Linked DNA regions of Vulpes vulpes: region 2 is linked to region 1. Evidence: chromatin contacts called from public Hi-C data. All regions are on one chromosome and are shown on one strand. The core of a region is the stretch at or near the end of the contact, and the rest is flanking DNA. Distances in the headings are between cores, read along the strand shown. Region 1 holds the start of CEP57L1 (centrosomal protein 57 like 1). Region 2 holds the start of CD164 (CD164 molecule).

Region 1 (6,139 bases), core at 1,662-4,161:
TGGCTCTTATTTTTTCTCTACCACATTTGTCTTCATTTGCCTCATATATTATATATTTATTGTTGCTCTCCCCCTAATAGAATGTAAGCTCAATGAGAGTAGGAACTTTTGTACAGGTGACCTTTGAACAACGTGGGGGGTTAGAGGTGCCAACTCCCCACCAGGAAGTAAAAAAAAAAAAATCCCATAACTTTTAATACATAGAACTTTTGACTCCCCCCAAACTTAACTACTAGAAGCCTACTGTTGACTAGAAGCCTTGCACATAACATAAGCAACACATACTCTGTATACATATTATATACAGTATTCTTAAAATAAGTAAGCTAGAGAAAAGAAAATGCTATTACAAAAGCATTTAAGGAAGATAGATTTACACTATGTACTGTATTTATCAAAAAACAATCCACACGTAAGCAGACCTGTGCAGCTCAAATCCATGTTGTTCAAGTGTCAATGTATATTGTGCTCAATGACATATGTACTTGTCCCATTACATAGCACTCAACAGATATGTTGGAAATTTGAAATTAGGTGGAAATAGGAAAACCAGCGAATGAATAAAGATCTGTATGGCTGAAGTAGAGAGAGGTGGAGAGTGGTAGATACACGAAGTGAGGCTGCAGTGGAAAGAGACCAGAGGCTATTAGGCTTTTTACAAACAAGTTTTGCCTTAAGAATAGTGAGACAGCAATGAATGATTTTAAGAGAAAAATCTGGCCAGGACGTGCATTTCAAAAAGTTCAGTATGGCTCCAGTGTGGAGAACTAATGGAGAAAGGCCAGAGTGAACAATCACTAATACAATGGTCTTGGCAACAGATTACGGCAGTTTGGAAAAAGCTGTGCTTACGGAGCTCACGGGTACAGCTGGATGGAGCTATTCGTCTACAAGTCATAGTGGAACCATGTGTGTGGATGGGAGCCGACTCAACTATGCAGGCAAAAGGGGATCTAGATTTAAGAAACTACGTTGTACATTGGACAAGGAGGAGGAGCCCCAAAAAAGGACAAAAAAGGATTGTCTTTTTAAATTTTTTGAAATCATACTCACAAATTCACTTTTTTTTTTTTTAAATCGGATTTAAACCAAATAGCATAAAAGTAGCAAGGCCTTTCCAAATCAGACTAATTCATTGAAACTGTCAAATCTGTTCAAGGTCAGGTCACCCTCAGAAACCATCCGGAAAATTCACAGGGCTGGTCTCTTTGCAGCTTCAAAGTAGATCAACACACAGGAAGTTACCCTTCCCAAAATAGAGGGGATTTTGGCTTATTGCAGTTTCCTGAAAGTACTGACTCTCTCTCCCTTCTGAGCCTCACCATAGGCTTCTTCCGGTCCTCTTTCCCTGGGATGAAGAATTTCCCTGACTTTCCAGGAGTAAGCCAAGAAACCCTCTTTCTAGACGTCCCAGTTAGCCAGCTACCATACTGTGTACTGTAATTGTGTGTTTTACTACCAGATGCCATCACCGGAGAGGGGGCTGGGGCTTTTCCCCCTGTGGCATACTCAGCACCTCACAAGGAGAAATTTCTAAAATTCAAAAATGGAATTTAAATTTAAAACTTAAATAAGCTATTTAGAATGACTTATTTGACGTTACTATTATCATTATGATTTAAAATTTAAATAAGTTATCTAAAATAACTTATTTGACTTTATTATTATCATTATCATTTTTTTTTTTAAAGTTTCTATTTAAGTGGCCTCTACACCCAACACGGGGCTCGAACTCCCCACCTGGGGAACTGAGCCGCCCCGGCCATCCATCCCACCACGTGGAGAATTAAAATCTCATTGATGGACCGGACGGCCCTTCACACCTTGACTTTTCTCGAGGTACGACTTTTTTTTTTTTTTTTTTTACAAACAAACATGAACTTTTTACGCAAATGAACCTTCTAAAATATACTAAATCGGGCAGCCCGGGTGGCTCAGTGGTTTAGCTCTGCCTGCAGCCCAGGGCGTGACCCTGGGGACCCCGGATCGAGTCCCGCATGGGGCTCCCTGCATGGAGCCTGCTTCTCTCTCTGTCTCTCATGAGTAAATAAATAAAATCTTAAAAAAATAAACATACTAAATCTTGGGAGATTTTTTTTTTTAAATAGCATCACCTAAGCGGGGGGGCGGGAGCCTGCAAACGTTCCCATCCAGGGATGCTGGAGATTCTTCTTTTCCCCTTAGTCTCTCGTGCAAAATGGATCTGACATCTGGCTTCTGCTCGGGATCTCCTTTGGGCGCAGAAAACACACAACACCCCCCGCGCAAAGGCGGACCAAGGGCCGGCGCACGGGGTCACCTAAGGCCGCCCTGGCGGGTCCCCCCGCAGAGGCGCGAGCGGAGGCCGCCGTTCCCGCCGCGTCCCTTCCTCGCGCCCCAACGTGCCCCCCGCCCGGGGCGCCCGCGCTACTCCTTCCCAGACACACCGGACAAAACCCCCTGGACTTAGGCCATCTTCTAGATGCCTCGATCTCCAAAATCCCTGAGGAAACGAAGGAAAAAAAAAAAAGCCTCAATTGGCAGCCAAAACCCCCCAGCGCTCCCCAAATCGACGCTTACCAAGCTCCGTCCGCGCTAACCGTTGGCTCCAAGGCCGCCACGGGCAACGTCGCAGGGGCTCCTGGGGACTGTAGTTTCTATCGCCCGCAGAACGCGCCGGTACATCAAAACTACACTTCCCAGAAGCCAATGCGACGACGCTCCCCCCCACCCCCACCCCCGCCTTCTTCAATCTCGGATTTGGCGTAATAAAGACACCGTCACTCTTTCCAAGCTGATCTTAAGTGAGGATGCAGTTTCCTCCAGGTGTGTGTCTAAGCCCTCTTGGCCGTGCTCGGCCTCTCTCCGTCATGGCTTCATTGTACTTGCACTTCTTAACTTTTCTTTCATACGTCACGGGACGGAAACGCCCCCGACGCAATAAAAAAAAAAAAAAAATCCCTTCGGCGCATGCGCCCTGCTCGCCCTCACGCATGCGTAGCAGCCGGTTGCAGTTGGCGGCCGGGCGCGGACTTGGGGTCCGGAGGTAGCCCGTCGGAGGGCGGGGCTCTTTCCAATGGCTTTGCCTCCGCGGGTCGCGTCTGCTTGGGCGGGGAAGAGGGCGCTGGGGCAGGGGCGGCTCCTGGTTTATGCCGGGCGGAGAAAGGGGAGGGGCTGCAGGGGGGTGAGGACCCCATCTCCCCTCCCTCCTCCCGCCCTCTGGGCCGAGCCCCACCGATGGGGCTGGGCGAAGGGGCGGGCTCTGCGCCTGGGGCCTCGCTTCTGCGCCAGCTCGGCGGCCCGGCCCTGCGCGGGTCCGGCTTAGCGGGCGGTGGGCGAGGACGCAGGGAGAGGAAAAGAAGCGGCGTCTGCCCGGGGAGTCGCCGGGGCCGGGGACGCTTCCCTCCAACGCTGCATCCGAGGCAGCGGCTGCAGGGGCTGCCGCGCCCCGCCCTGCACCCCGCACCCCGCACCCTCTCCCTCTCCAAGGAGCGCCCGGGTCTCCGCCCCCGGCGGCCGGCGAGCAAGGAGGGCTCGGCGAGGCTTCCCCGGCAGCTGCTTCCCCGGCCGCCGAGGCGGAGGGCGGAGCTGCAGAGGGCAGGGCCCGGCGCCGGAGGAGGGGCGGGGTGGGAGTGCTCCCGGGACTCGGTGGCTGCGCGGACGAGAATCCCCGAATGGCTGGGAGCGCCTTCCCCTGCGAGCTGCCTTCCTGGGCAGAGCTGGGGTTTGACAGCTGCACGACGTGAGGATATCCGCTGACCCGCGAGGCGGAGGAGCGCACTTCCCCGGGGCGGCCTGTCCGGCCGAGCCAGCGCTGCAGGGTTTCATCTTTCCAACTTCTCTTTGCGCGCGTGTCTCTGCCAAGAGGACCGCCCTGCCCCTTGGTGTAGGAGAGAAGGGTGAGTCCGAAAAGACGCTCTGCGGTTCCAGATGTCACCGAGACCGCTGTGCTTCCACGACGACTCGATGCCCCTGGCTTTCTTCTTCTCACGTGCCTCGTTTTAAAAGTGACCAAGTGCTCGTGGGGACATGCCGACGGGGCACTGAAGGCGGCCCGAGGAGACCCTCCCCCCGGTTGTCATGGCTGAAGGAGACAGTGAAGTGAGATGGGACGGGCTGTGCAGTAGGGACCCGAGCACTAGAGAGACCGCGCTGGACAGCATCAGGCAGACGGTCCTGAGAAGAACCGAGGGTCTTCGTCCCCCAGACGGGCTCCCACCCCCGGCGGTTTCTTTGGATGGGTTGAATAGACTCCTTGCTCACCTGCTCATGCTCTCTAAGAGATGTCCCTTTAAAGATGTAAGAGAGAAAAGTGAATTTATTTTGAAGAGCGTCCAGGTAAGAAAACATTGTGATTGCAACTGCCCGCCCGGTGCAAGTGCAGGTTTACTTGCAGCCACTCCCTCTGTGTTGTGGGCTCCTAGTCGGTGGTTCTGCGAGCCCCTTACGAATTCATTCCGCAGCTCGGGGTGGCTTGGAAAGCGTGGAATTTGGGGCCCAGACTGTACAAGAGGAACTAAAGTAAAAGCCATTTTCAAATAAGAGTAAACAAGTATTGTGTTTCTAGAGAGGTGCTTTTTGTTTGTTTGTTTTTTTTAGCAGAAATTGCATTTCTCTAGGAAAACTGTGAGACAGTTACAGTTAATCGCAAGTGAAGACTTGCTTTTTTTTTTCTTGCATTCATTTTTACATGTTGGAAAGGGATAGCCAGGATGCTTTTCACATCGTTACAAACGATATTCTGTGTGGATGGTTTCTCACTTACAAGCCTCTGAGATGATCAAGCGTATTAAGTGTTCCTTCACTAATTCAGGATAATTGGTCAGTTTTCTCATGTTCTTGAGAACAAAACAAAAAATCAGGGTCTGTTCTCTAGAGGCGACCTTTTTTTTTTTTTTAATGAATCACATAAAAAAATAAAAGCCTAGATTAGAAAGGAGGTGACATTTTAAGATTGAAAAGTTGAACCCACGTTGAGTAGAATGGCAGAAACACTCGTGGTAAATTACTCAATTAGTTTTCTCTGTGTTTGCCTCAGTTGCGTGATTTTTCTTTTTCACATAGGCATCTTTTTAAGTTTTCAGTGCAACAGATTAAAAATGTTAATTTTCCTCCTGTTCTGTGCATAACCAATCTGTCCAGTTTTATTGGAGGACTTATCAGAAGGGTTTTATTTTGACTTTTTTGTTTTGTTTAGAGAAAGTTTGTTTTTAGATCATAAGAATGGTCAGTAACACTCTGCTGGTCAGTCTGAATTACTACACGTGTTGAAGTCATTTATGAAAAGCTCTTAAAACTTATAATTCACTTGGGTGTATATATATATATATATATGTAAGCTAAGATTAATAGTTTTTTCTATTTTGGTTGGTTTAAAGCAACAGAAAAAATAATCATGTTCATAAAATGAAGACCGTTTAAGATCTTGGGATAGTTCTTCCCACAAAGTTTGGGAACAACCGTTACAATTCATTTGTCCAGAGTTACCAGAGAGGAATTAATTTTCTAGATACCTAAGCCTTAAAAGTTATTTCTCTATTTCTTAGACTGCAGTGTCTACAACCACCATTATGGATCATCATTAATCACATCAAGTACTGTTGTTTAGCTGAGGGTGAAGTGTATAGGGCTATATGATCCATTTTTAAAAATATTTGTGTTCGATTTTTAATAGTTTTTCTGTTCCTCCCCCTTACTGTCAACATACTTTTCACTTTGGTCTCTCCTGAATCTTTAATTTTGTTGCTTATTTATATTCAAATGGAAAAGCAGATAACCAATTTAGTTCAGAATTATATTGAAAACAGGAGTAATTAGGCTCTGGGGAGTGCAGGGTCAAAGGACTGTGATATATTGGTGAGTAAATGGGTACTGGAGTCAGACCTAGGCTCAAATTCTCCTCCTTTATTAATGTGCTGTATAACCTTGGACAAGTTACTTGATCTCTCTTAGCTTGGATTTCCACATCTATAAAATGGGAATAATAACATAGAGCTGTTGTGAGAATTAAATGAGATGTAAAGTGCCCCAGTATAAAATGAATGCTTCTCTCCTTTTTCACAAGTGAAAGACATAGACCATGTGATAGATATTTCAGAATTCACTCATCCTGGAAAAAAATTCAAGAATCCCCTCCACTGTGAAGGTTTTCCATAGATTT
Region 2 (6,139 bases), core at 2,034-4,533, 250 kb before region 1:
TCTTAGCTATGGTCATTAACATCACATTTTCAATTGACTGCATTTATTCAAAAGCATATCTTCAAAATTAAAATGGAGATAGTAGTAGTAATGCCAGTAGTACCAGAATGTCGCCTGGGGTGGAGTTTAGCTTGAACTTGGGTTGTTCCTAAGGAATATGTTAGAAAAACGGGTTCCTTGTTTTCTAAAGGACTAAGAGATAATGGGAAAAACCCTAGCGGACCCAGAGTTTGAAGCAGAGTAGAAATAATGCCTCAGGTGCCAGCCTCAACAGAATCTATGGGCAAGAGTTTTGTGTCTGTACCCTGCCCTTACATATATTTGTAAAACCAAACCAAACCTTTACAACAAAACGCTTTGCTTGATGTCATCTTGTGCATGACTGACTGTTAAAAACTGCAGCAATTTAGGATAAGATAGTCCTCTACAAGTTATAATGTAAAGCGGTCTTCTCAAACTTTAAAACACATGTACATACAGATCTCAAGAAAAAATGCAAATCATTCGGGAGGTCTGAGATGAGGCCTGAAGATTTTGCATCTCTAACTAATATTCTAGGTGGTATGAATGTACCAGTTCATGAACCACACACACTTCAAGCAGCAAGAGTAAAGCTGTGGTTTTCAACCTAAGTTGCAGATTAAAAACACCTGGAGAGCTTTTAAAACTCCTGATGCCCAGGCATTTTTCCAGAGTAATTAAATCGGTACCCTGGCATCAGGATTTTTCGAAACTTCCCAGGTGATTCCTATGTTCACCCAAGGCTGAGAACAAACGCTCTCAAGTGTAATGCTTCCTTCTGACATCCTGGAAGACAGGGAAGAAATACCCATAGTCAAAGCAGACAGCTTCCTAAGGACAGTAACCCTAGTATGTTACCAGCAATCCCAGTCACAGTGTTAATAGTAAGAATGGGAATCTACAATTTTAGCTCACTGTTAATCTGTGATTTATTACAATCCTCTTTGTCGAAGCTTATTTAAATATTACAACTGTTTAGTATATGTTGTTAAGACTGTTATACATGCCAGTCTTTGCTCTGGAACGATGAAGGGGCTTTGGAAGCCTTCCCTGAGCTAGCTCAACAGATGCCACGTCAAATAAGCCAATGCTTTCCTGGTCTTAAGAGTGTGAAATGTCCTCTTAAAGGCTATCAAAAGGGCAGCCCCAGTGGCCCAGCAGTTTAGCGGCGCTATCAGTCCAGGGCGTGATTCTGGAGACCCGGGATTGAGTCCCACCAGCGGCTCCCTGCATGGAGCCTGCTTCTCCCTCTGCCTCTCTCTTGTCTCTCTCTGTGTCTCTCATGAATAAAAAAAAAAAGGCTATCAAAAATCTGAAGGCTGGGGATCCCTGGGTGGCGCAGCGGTTTGGCGCCTGCCTTTGGCCCGGGGCGCGATCCTGGAGACCCGGGATCGAATCCCACATCAGGCTCCCGGTGCATGGAGCCTGCTTCTCCCTCTGCCTATGTCTCTGCCTCTCTCTCTCTCTCTGTATGACTATCATAAATAAATAATAAAAAAACAAAAACAAAAACAAAAAAAACAAAAAAAAAAATCTGAAGGCTGGAGTTGAACACCCAGATGACAGACTGTATAAATGAACGTCCTCCATGGTGGGGGGTATTCATGCTAGTGTGTAAACAAGATGATCCCCTGGGGTAGGGAAAGAAAACAGAACTTTTATTATATTTTTAACCTTAAAAAAAAGTTTACTAATGCCTCCCTTTGGGTGTCAGATGGCCACGTGCATACTCTGGACGCCATACACGGAGAGAAGAGACGTTCACTTAAGGCCAAAAACGGGGCCTCATTTAAGTACCTGGCTGCACTCTCATCCTTCTGGCCATGTGGGACCAGACACCCTCAGTTTGTCTACATCAAGCGAATCTCCAGCAAGTGTAGCCAATAGGACAAATGTTCCGGGGAAATCCCTGGGGGGCTCAGCGGTTTAGCGTCTGCCCTTGGCTCAGGGCGCGTGATCCTGGAGACCCGGGATCGAGTCCCGCATCGGGCTCCCTGCAGGGAGCCTGCTTCTCCCTCTGTGTCTGTGCCTCTCTCTGTGTCTCTCATAAGATAAATAAATAAAATATTAAAAAAAAAAGTAATGGGTGTTATACTATATGTTGGCAAATCGAATTTCAATTAAAAATATATATAAATTAAAAGCCTGCTTCTCTCAAAAAAAAAAAAAGTTCCTAGTCACGAGGGTACAAAAGGGCCCCACGGATTAGAGTCTTCTAGAAAGTTTTTAAAACTTCAAGTTGAGACCAAAAAAAAAAAAAAAAAGTTGATAGTCAACTTTTTTCGGTGTCTTCATAGCGAAGCAGATCTCAGAAAAGCAATTAATGACCGTGTGTTATTTTATTTGGGTAAATGTACGTAATTAAACTTGAATGCGAATAACGGGGTGGGGTGGGGGAAAACGGCGTTAAGAACAGCTTTTATAAAAAAATAAAAATAAAAAAACGGCTTTTATACTCCCAATTTTGAGTCGCGGGTACAGGCAGGGCCGGGCGTCAGGGGGCGCTCACCTTTCCCAAAAGCCCGAGCCGGGACGGAGCTTGAAACGGGCCGGCTGGAAAGCCGGTCGCGAGGTGAGGCCCCCGGGCTTCGGGCCCGCCGCTCCGTTCCCGCGCGTCGGTGTCCTCCCCGGTGAGGCAGGGGCGGGAGCGCACCGACGATCCCCCCCCCCCCCGCTCGTCTCTGCCGGCGGTGGCGGCGCGGACCTCGGGGAAGGCCGGCGGGCCAGGCGCGGCAGGCGGACTCGGCCCCGCGCGCAGCGGGACACCGGCTGCCGGGCGCTGGCGGCGGGCGCGACGCAACCACGCGGTTTCGTTTCCCGGGGCCCCAGCACCGCGTAACTCGCAGAAAGACCGATTTTCCGGGGAGCGGAGCGCGGGTCCTGCGGCGAGGCGGGCACAGCACCCACGCCAGGCCCCGCCGGGCCTACACACCCCTCACGGACACCGCCGCCGCGCGGCCTCGGGCCCCGGAGCGCCACCCGCGGAGTCACGTGGCCCGCGCGCCGCCAGCCGCGCCGTCGCCCCCGGCCGCCGCGCGCCACCTCAGGCGGGCTGTTCCATCCGAGCCGAGCGGGAGCCGTCCCGCGCCGGAAGCAGCACAGCCCAGCGGCGTCTTGGGGGGCTCTCCGGGGGCAGCGGGGTCGTTCCCTGCGTCTGCGGAGCTGCTTCGCCGCGGCCCGGCCGCTGTGAGATGAGCGGAGCCTCCCGGGTCTCCTCCCGGTGCCCCCGTCCCCCCCCGCGGCCGAGCCGTTGGTAGCGCCCGCCCCCGCCTCGCCCCCGCGCGCCGTGGCCGGGGGCCCTCACGTGACCCCGGCGCGCTCTCGCGGGGGGCCGGACTCTCCGAGGCGGTGCCGCAGGGGACAGGACGCGCGGAGCGGAGGGCGCCGCCGCAGTCGCCGGAACGCCGGAGCGCAGGCCGCGATGTCGGGGCTCTCCCGCCAGCTGTGCTGGGCCGCCGCCTGCCTGGCCGCGCTCTGTGCGCTGACCGCGGCTCTGGACTTGGAGTTGGACCCGAACGTGACCACCGCCACGACTCCGCCGACCAGCGACACAGCCACGACGCGGGTGACGACCCCCGCGCCGGCCACCACTCCGGCACCAGGTGGGCGCCGGCCCAGCGGGCTTCCGGGACTCGCCCGCCCGCCGCCTGCCGCGTCCGCGGTGCGCGCGGGGCCGGGCCGGGCTGCGCTCCAGCAACATGGCGGCCCGTCCGGGAGCAGCCGGGCCGGGCCGGGGGGGCGGGGGCGGGGGAGCGCCCCGGGGGCAGCGGCGGCCGTCGGGCTCCCTGCCGCCGCGAGGTGCCCCACGCCGGGGCGCTTTGCAAAAGTGCCTCGTAATCCCCAGTGTCACGTCAGCTCCAGAACGGGGGACGTGGCCGCCTCCCGCGGCGGCGGCCGTGAGGTGGACGGTGGGGCGAGGCGAGGCGAGGCGAGGCGACGCGCCTCCAGACCTGCGCACCCGGGGCCGCTGCTCCGAGAGCCGACGACCCCGGGCACTGGCGACCGCCGCAAGGACCGGAGGCGTCGGTGCTCGTGGCCGGTGTCTCGGATCTGACCGTTTGGGCTTCGCGGATCAGTGTGGGATCCAGCTGAGGTTTGGGCGTTTGGTCAAATTAAAAGTTTACGCTTCTCCCTGTGCGCAGAGGAAGAAAAGCCGCCCCTCCGTGCGCCCGAAGCTTCGTACGTTCCCCCTCTTGGTGTTTTAGGCCGAGCTGGAAGATAGGTGGTGACATCTAGGAGGAAGATGGAGATGGACTGACTGCCCGGAGCGTAGGTTTAGTTGGCTGTGAAGCTGGGGTTGGAACCCAGGTCTGCCGATTTTCTTTCTTTTTCATTTCTTTCTTTCTTTTTTTCTTATTTATTTTTTTTTTTGGTTAAACCCTGTAATCGATTGGGGGTACTGTGCTTGAGTCGTAACGCTGAAATCTCGAAGCAGAAATTGGCAATTCCGTGACAACACAAAACAGAGAGGGGAAGATCGATTTGAGGTGAAAAGGAGCCCTAGGTATTTAAAACCCTGCAATCTAGTGTGATGGGTTATTCTAGTTAATATTGGGTAAGGAATAAGCGGCATCCTGACCGAAGAATTGCTGAAGTGGCAGATTTTTTTTACCTTGGCTTCCTCCCCCCCGCCCCGTGATCCTACTATTTTGAAGCTTCTTCTCTTGGTCTTTGTGTTTTATGAAAGTTTAATATATGATCAATAATGAGATGTAGCGCAATTCAAAAATTGTTAAACGAGGGAAGTAAATTGCAATACAATCCTGGACATTTCTGACTGCGCTGTTTCTAAGATGATAGGGCACAGCATGTTTTGTCTCCGGCTTACTTGGCAGTTTCTTCGCAGAATTGTAGTTTTGGAGTGTGTGTTTTTCCAAAGAGAAGCTGGGAGATACCCAAGTTAATTGCCTTTGTGTAACTGAAAGTCCTACAAAGGAGATGATTTGTTTTCTCTAAGTAGCAGTTGGATAAGCCGCAGTCTAAAATGAAAGGTAGCAAGTTTTGTTCATTGACTGTGGTGGTATTCAAACGTTAGTCATCAGGCACAAAAGATTTTGGACAACTAGCATTTTTTTTTCCTAGTACACAAACCTCTGCAGAACTTATTTTCTACTTTGTGAATCCCTTACTTAAGGGTATTCTATACATTCCAGTTCCTGAAAAATACTAGTGATAAAATATTGAAATGCGTTGCCTCTGTGCAGAACTGTTGTTTTTTTTTTTTTTAAAGCACAGGGAAAGTAAATGTGAATGTTTCTTTGGAGTCCTCTAGCTTCCAGGAAAATGGGTAGAGCCTTAGTCTAGACTTTTTGAGTTATTTGGCCTATATTATTGACAAAGACTCTGCTAATTCGTTAAACTGTACGTCCGTGAATGTAGCCCCTTCTAGGTGTTACTGTCTCTTATCCTCCAGTCATGGAGGACCCTGGAAATAGCGGATCATTTATGAATTACAAATCTGGGGTTTTCGGAATGAACATCTTCGGGGTTTGGGTTCAACCTGTAACCCAAATTTTTATTACTTTATTAAATTCCAGCGTCTTAGCTGATGTTTTGGACCAGTGATTTCGTGTGTGTGTGTGTGTGTGTGTGGTGTTGGCCTTACATAACACTGCCTTTTTTCCAATTTTTTATTTTTTAAGGGTGCTTTAAAATGGCTCAAGAAACCCTGAGTGTCTGTGAAATAGTTGTCCTGTAGCAAAGGGTTGTTTAGATAGGTAATGGGCATTCCTGCTAGCTTGTGGGATTTTTTTTCTTCCCTTTCTCTTGGTGTTTACTTCAGTTCCATAAGTCATTTATAATGATTGGAATTTCTTATTAAACCAGTTTATGTACTGTTTTTATGTGTGTGATTAAAAACATGTAGATGGCCTACCCTAACAAATTTTTAAGTGTATATACACTATTAACCATAAGCACAGTATTCTACAGATCTCCAGAACTTTTCCTCCTACTGGAAACTGTCCCCTGCTTGAGGAGCAGATCTCCATTCCTCCTGCCCCCAGCCCTGGCAGCCATCATTCTGCTTTTCTGCTTCTGAATTTGACTATTTTAGATACTTAATATTGGTGAAATGATGCAATATTTGTCCTTTTTTGAACGTCTAATTGAGCATAAT

The links. A called contact is a pair of places that touch in the nucleus more often than the background predicts.
Region 2: a contact with region 1 is called in a Hi-C map of skeletal muscle, with 3 times the contacts expected there. The contact joins the promoter of CD164 here to the promoter of CEP57L1 in region 1. A contact is called at or near these places in 2 of 3 Hi-C or Micro-C datasets (both in skeletal muscle).

Annotation. Positions count from the first base shown.
Region 1 is chr1:194,693,966-194,700,104 of VulVul3, reverse strand. CEP57L1 (centrosomal protein 57 like 1) reads right to left here and starts at 2,911. Exons shown (of 12, transcript XM_026005783.2): 1 at 2,560-2,911. SESN1 (sestrin 1) reads left to right here and starts at 3,218. Exons shown (of 10, transcript XM_026005781.2): 1 at 3,218-4,317. The coding sequence starts at 4,060.
Region 2 is chr1:194,949,100-194,955,238 of VulVul3, reverse strand. It overlaps CD164 (CD164 molecule), which reads left to right and starts at 3,283. Exons shown (of 6, transcript XM_072738591.1): 1 at 3,283-3,623. The coding sequence starts at 3,443.